Regions from separate parts of the Canis lupus genome. Here region 1 is linked to region 2. A link is a contact called in public Hi-C data. All regions are on one chromosome and are shown on one strand. The core of a region is the stretch at or near the end of the contact, and the rest is flanking DNA. Distances in the headings are between cores, read along the strand shown.

Evidence for each region. A called contact is a pair of places that touch in the nucleus more often than the background predicts.
Region 1: a contact with region 2 is called in a Hi-C map of blood, with 3 times the contacts expected there. The contact joins two enhancer-like sites. A contact is called at or near these places in 2 of 9 Hi-C or Micro-C datasets (both in blood).

What each region holds. Positions count from the first base shown.
Region 1 is chr17:54,965,203-54,967,902 of UU_Cfam_GSD_1.0, forward strand. LOC119869821 (a long non-coding RNA gene) reads left to right here. Exons shown (of 3, transcript XR_005372638.1): 2 at 1-834; 3 at 1,888-2,158. Among named protein-coding and RNA genes, the nearest start is that of TTF2, 8.5 kb to the right of the region's middle. Within about 2 kb of position 1,384, at least 4 of the 20 cell types and tissues checked have an H3K27ac peak or open chromatin away from gene starts, as enhancers often do. A contact at or near this core is called in blood, where this site is marked.
Region 2 is chr17:54,768,396-54,771,095 of UU_Cfam_GSD_1.0, forward strand. No RefSeq gene overlaps it. Among named protein-coding and RNA genes, the nearest start is that of PTGFRN, 57 kb to the right of the region's middle. Within about 2 kb of position 1,451, at least 2 of the 20 cell types and tissues checked have an H3K27ac peak or open chromatin away from gene starts, as enhancers often do. A contact at or near this core is called in blood, where this site is marked.

The DNA of each region.
Region 1 (2,700 bases), core at 134-2,633, 200 kb after region 2:
AGGGCTTCATCCTCAGGACATTATTTAACCTAATTATCTCCAGATAATGGCCCCCACCTCCAGATACCATCACATTGGGAAGTAGAGCTTCATCACATGAATTTGGGGAGACGCAATTCAGTCCATAGAAGAATTCATAGCATAATTCATGACTTGAACTGTGGTTTGCTCCCTACCTGTGTTCTTCATGCCTGTTAGCATGGTTCAGATGGAGTAAGTTATTTGATATTTCTTATTGTGCATGCACACACCCGGGCAGGGCATACAGCTTAACAGCAAAGCCACTCAAGTGGGCAGAATTTCTTTACCTACCACTTAGCCACGCTCCAGCTCTTCTTCTATCAGACAGAGGAAATTAGGAAAGTGGCAGGAATTGTATCACCCTGAAAAAAAGTGTGAGACTGGAAAGGGCATAAAAGAACCTGGGTGAGTCCTCTTCCACAGCCCTCCTTAACACTGTTTTGGTCTCCCTTGGACTGACAGAGATATGTTGAGGGTTGGCGAGAGGGGTAGTGGGGAAAGTGGGAGAAAAAGAGGAACTGGGAGGGAAGAATCAGGCAATTAGCATATGAGTGAGAAAGCAGAAATAAAAGTCAACAAACCACAGAAAGAAGACCCTCACAGCCCAGGCTCCACCCAAGCTTTTCTCATGGGCCCAGGTGCGGAAGTCCTATCCCCAGCACCAGGCACCAGCAGTGTCTGAAGGAACCTGCTGACCCGGAGAAGGAAGAGGCTGCCTGCTTAGAGGAAAGGAACTTCCAGATGCCGGGAGAGGCAGCCGGGCCCTGAGCCCTGAGGCCAGGCCTCTCTGTCTCCCGGCTACCATGGAGGACGGTAAGCTCTGTCTGCTGTGTGGAGGACTTCTGCTGAGTGAGGTGAAAGTGGTCCAGGAAACAGAGGGTGGGGAAGCTCTAAAGGAGAAGTAAAGAGCTGGGAAGAGCTCCATCTTTTGAAGGGGATGCCCTGGGCTACCCAGGAAGGCTGCCTCAGATCTTCATCAAAAGAGTTATTAACTCTGCTTCTTCTCATTGTCCGACCCTGGCAAATCCCTCACCCAGAATCCGCCAGCCTTCATCCAAATGCACGCAAAGCTGGAGAGAGAAGTGGGCAGGAGGTGGCCGATTAGATAAAAAGTGAGAGGTGACAGGCATTGCCAGGCAAGTGGACAAGACAGGAGATGGTGTGACTGAATGAATCACTAGCCTGGCGCCAGGCGAGGGCCTTTGCCCTGAGGAACCACATCCCCCTGCAGCGTCCAGGCCACTTCCTGTGCTGCTCACCAAGAACAAATCGCCCAGGTTAACCTCACTTCCTCTTCCGCTCAGCTTTGCAGGCTGGTAAACCAAGGGACACGTACAGAGCACACGTGAGCCGTAGCAAGGCTCTGGAACCAGGAGTGACGTGGCCCTCGGGGCTGACCCGGAGGGCCGTCCCTGAATCATGACACCTTGGGCACCACGTTTACCCACAGGAGGCCTCTCCAGGTTGTGCTGAAATGCTTCGCATTTCTCCTGGCTACTGGGAGGGAGTCAAAGGGAGAGGCCTTGTCAAGTGTTTGGTTGACACCGAAGTCAGGAGACAGCATTAATAGGTCAGCTGACAGGAACAAGATTCAAAGAGATCTAGACAGGTTAGAATGATGGATCTCTGCCAACAGGATGAAAGATAGAATCCAGAGTTAAGTTCGGGCAATTAGATGCATCAGGTAAAGGAGAGGCAGGTTCATGCGTGAAAGATGAATGCAGCGGTTCTGGTTGGTTGTACACTTGATATGAATGACTAGCATGACATATTCGTTAGCAAGGAGAGAGAAGTGGTTTTTTTGCTGCTTTATATTGCATGGGTATAGTGGTCATATACGAAATAAAGGAGAGAATTATCCCACAGGATTCTTCATATTGAGTTCCAGTTGAGATGCCTCAAATTAAGCAAACATTCACTGGAAAGTGCTGGTGAGGGGGTCCAGAGGGGACAGAAATGATTGCAGCAGCTGGAGCAGACTCCCCGAGGACTGGGAATTCGAGCAGGTGTGGGGAGGATGAGAGAGCCGTATTCAAAAATGTGAAAGTGACATTGAAGAGAAAATTCAATGGATGATGCGGAACTCCAGATTACGAGGAAGTGGAAATTTCAGACAGAAAAGCATATTCCTCCTCAATATACGTTAGAATTAATTGCCATTTTGAGCTACTCTAATAAAGAATTTGCTGTGACTCCAAAGTCCTATGCTGAATCTGTTAGGGATGATGTGGAGGGGACTGGGTGGGCACCCTAGGTACCTTTAGGTCCCTTCCACTCTGAGGTTTCATTTATTTCACTTACCAGATATGTATTGAATTTCTACGTACCATGGTGAGCAAGTTTCTAGGTCCTGTAGTCCCTGCTTTCTTGACACTTACACATATAATCTATGAGGGGGAGACAGACCATCAACAAGGAAACAGCAACACGCAAATGACATGTTATGCAGAAAGCAAACAGGGTGCTGAGGCAGAGAAGAGCAGGGAAGGATCTCTTTAAGTAGTCATGGAAACTCTCACTGAGGGGATACTTCAGCTGAGACCCCAAGAGCTAGGGGCGAGGCTTTTTAAAGAACTAGGAAAACACGGCAGGCAGAAAGTACAAGGTGAACAATAGACTTAAGGGGAAGACAAGCCCAGCACAGTGAGGCAAGGAGAGCAGGTCAGGATGGAGGGCACA
Region 2 (2,700 bases), core at 201-2,700:
TCATCCACACATCTGATGGCTCTTCATTCTCCACCACCAATACCCTCCCTTCCCTCACCTTAGCCTGCCTTCGGCAAGAATCCTAGTACATCGAGTTAGCCAAAATCCTTCCTTAACGCTTCCTCTTACTTTCCCATCCACCATCCCCCACCCTGCTTCTTGGTCATAAATTCTTACTTTTCCCTTCTGTTTTCAGAGTTGAGCCCATTCTCTTTCTTCCACTGCAAAACCCCACTGCAGTGGTCCCTGCGCCCATCATGACATTCCCCCTGAAATAAAGTCTGCCTGACTTTGCTTTAATGGGGCCAGGAATAATTTCTCCTTTAGTAGATACGATAGTTTCTCTTTACCATCTCATAGCAAGAGCTCATATGTCCACACCGAAGCCTGGGAGGCTCCTAAGAACTCCCGGAAAATGTGCAGATGAGCTGAAAATAAGTCGTCTCTGAGAAAGCAGGCTGATGATGCATGCCCTCCTCGAATCTTAGTTGGTTTCGTGTGCCCAGCGAGAAAAACCTCCACCCTGACTACCAGAGAGAATGCTGGCACTGCCTTCCCCGCTCCTGGACCCCAGAGGAGCAGGGCCCTGGGATAGAGGCCACTCCTGCAGAGAGGCTGCAAAGTCACAAAGGCTAGAGGAAAGAATAAATCAAAACAGATATGGAGTCAACCGTGTGGACACGATTGCTATGTGACTCACAGAGAAGGCAATTCCAGAAGAACAGAACTGGGGTTTCTGCTAGTATGACGCACACACTGGACATCACACAGCCTTCACCATCATGCCACCAAATGCAGACTCGGGTAAAATTTGGTTCTGATACAACCGATGATACATTCTGTAACAGCAGTGATACAGCAGAAGGAATACAGAGCTGAGCGGACAGTGGGATGTGGTGCAGCACCACTTGCTGCAGAAAAGAGGCTGGGAGCGAGATGGTGGTAGGATCAGCTCTCCTTCTGTCTGGAACAATAGACACTGTCACCTCCTGAGGACAGGAGGGTCCAGCCAGGGCTGGACCTGTAAATAGTTGTACTCATAGACTGACCTAGGCTAAAGGACGTCCAAAGAACCAAGAGAGAGACAGTAGAAATGACCGCATTTCTTCCTATATACCAATAAAAATTCTAGTATTTAAAAGTGTGCCAGATACAAACAGGGGCATCACAGATACGAAAATATTGGAATGACACGGATCACCAAGGCCCCTGCAGCAGACAACATGCACCCTTGTGAAGCACTCCCTATTTGCGGGCACTAAATACATAATAGTTCTCACTTTCTCCAAAATGACCTATAGAATGGTTAAAAAGAAGAGACTGGGGTGCCTGGGTGACTCAGCTGGTTGAGTAACTGCCTCTCGATTTCGGCTCAGGTCATGATCTCAGTGTTAAGTCAGCCAACCAGCCAACGTGGGGCTCCTCCCTGGGCGTAGAGCCTGCTTGCCTTTGCCTGCTTAAGATCCTCTCTCCATCTTCCTCTGCCCCTCCCTTTACCACCCCTCACCCCTCACTGTGTGCTTGCACCACACTCTAGCTGTTAAAAAAAAAAAAAAAAGAAAAAAAAAAGACCAGAAGTAAGTCAAGACGTCAATGGTGGCAATTCCCAGTGTGAGAACATGAATGTCTTTTTGTTTTTTGTATTTTCTACATTTTTTTAATTTTCTAAAAACAAAATGAAAAGGCATCAAAATGGTAAATGCAGCACAAACTCATTGAAACCCCTAGGGTTTCACAGGTATAATCTTAACTTAATCCTCAAATCACTTCTATGGGACACATATTATTTTCCTCATTTTCAGATGGGGGAAACTGAGGCTGGAGCTGTTAAATTGTCTCCTTGAGCTCACACAGCTAGTACATGAATGAGTCTGCACTAGAACTCAGATCCTTTTTTTTTTTTTTTTTTTTTGAGATAGAGCATGAGGCGAGGGGAGGGTGTGGGGGCAAAGGGAGAGGGAAACAGAGACTCTTGCCCAGCATGGAGCCTGACGGAGATCATGACTTGAACCAAAACCAAGCATCCGATGCTTAACCATCTGAGCCACCCAGGCACCCCTGAACCCAGGTCTTTTGACTTTGGATTCCACGTTCCTTCTTCCACTCTCCCTGTTTCCCAAGAATAGCATATTCTTCCGACAGCTAACACAGCAAGATACATCAGAAGGAAACCCACTGGTCCTCTCCTGCTCTTGCCCAGAATGAGTGACAGGGCTGCAAATGCCTGGGAGTGACCAGGAGAGTACTGGTCCAGCCCAGCCTGGGAGACAGGTGACTCGGGAGACATAGAAACATGGCCTTCTGAGGAATGAGCGCGGCTTGGTCACGCACGCAAGGAATCCTCAGGTCAGAGCTAGAAGTAGACCTCTATTTTGCAAATTTCCTCCGCAGAATCTTATAATTCATGGGCCTCCCACAATCTTGATCAGGCATCTATATTGAAAAAGCCTGCAAGGCCTTCACACCAGCTACCACTGCTGAGTTACCAGTTACCACAAGGTTGGCATCTTAGAGCAAGTTTAGAACTTAGTTTACTTATGATTTTCTGGGTGAAAAGTTCAGGAAAGACATGGCTGGGCAGGTCTCACTGGAGGGTCTCTTGTGGTTAAGTTGGCTGGAGTCACAGTATCTGAAGACTCAGCTGGTCTGCACAGGCTGTGAGCTAGAAAGTCGGCCCACGGCCTCTCCGGGTTAGCCACC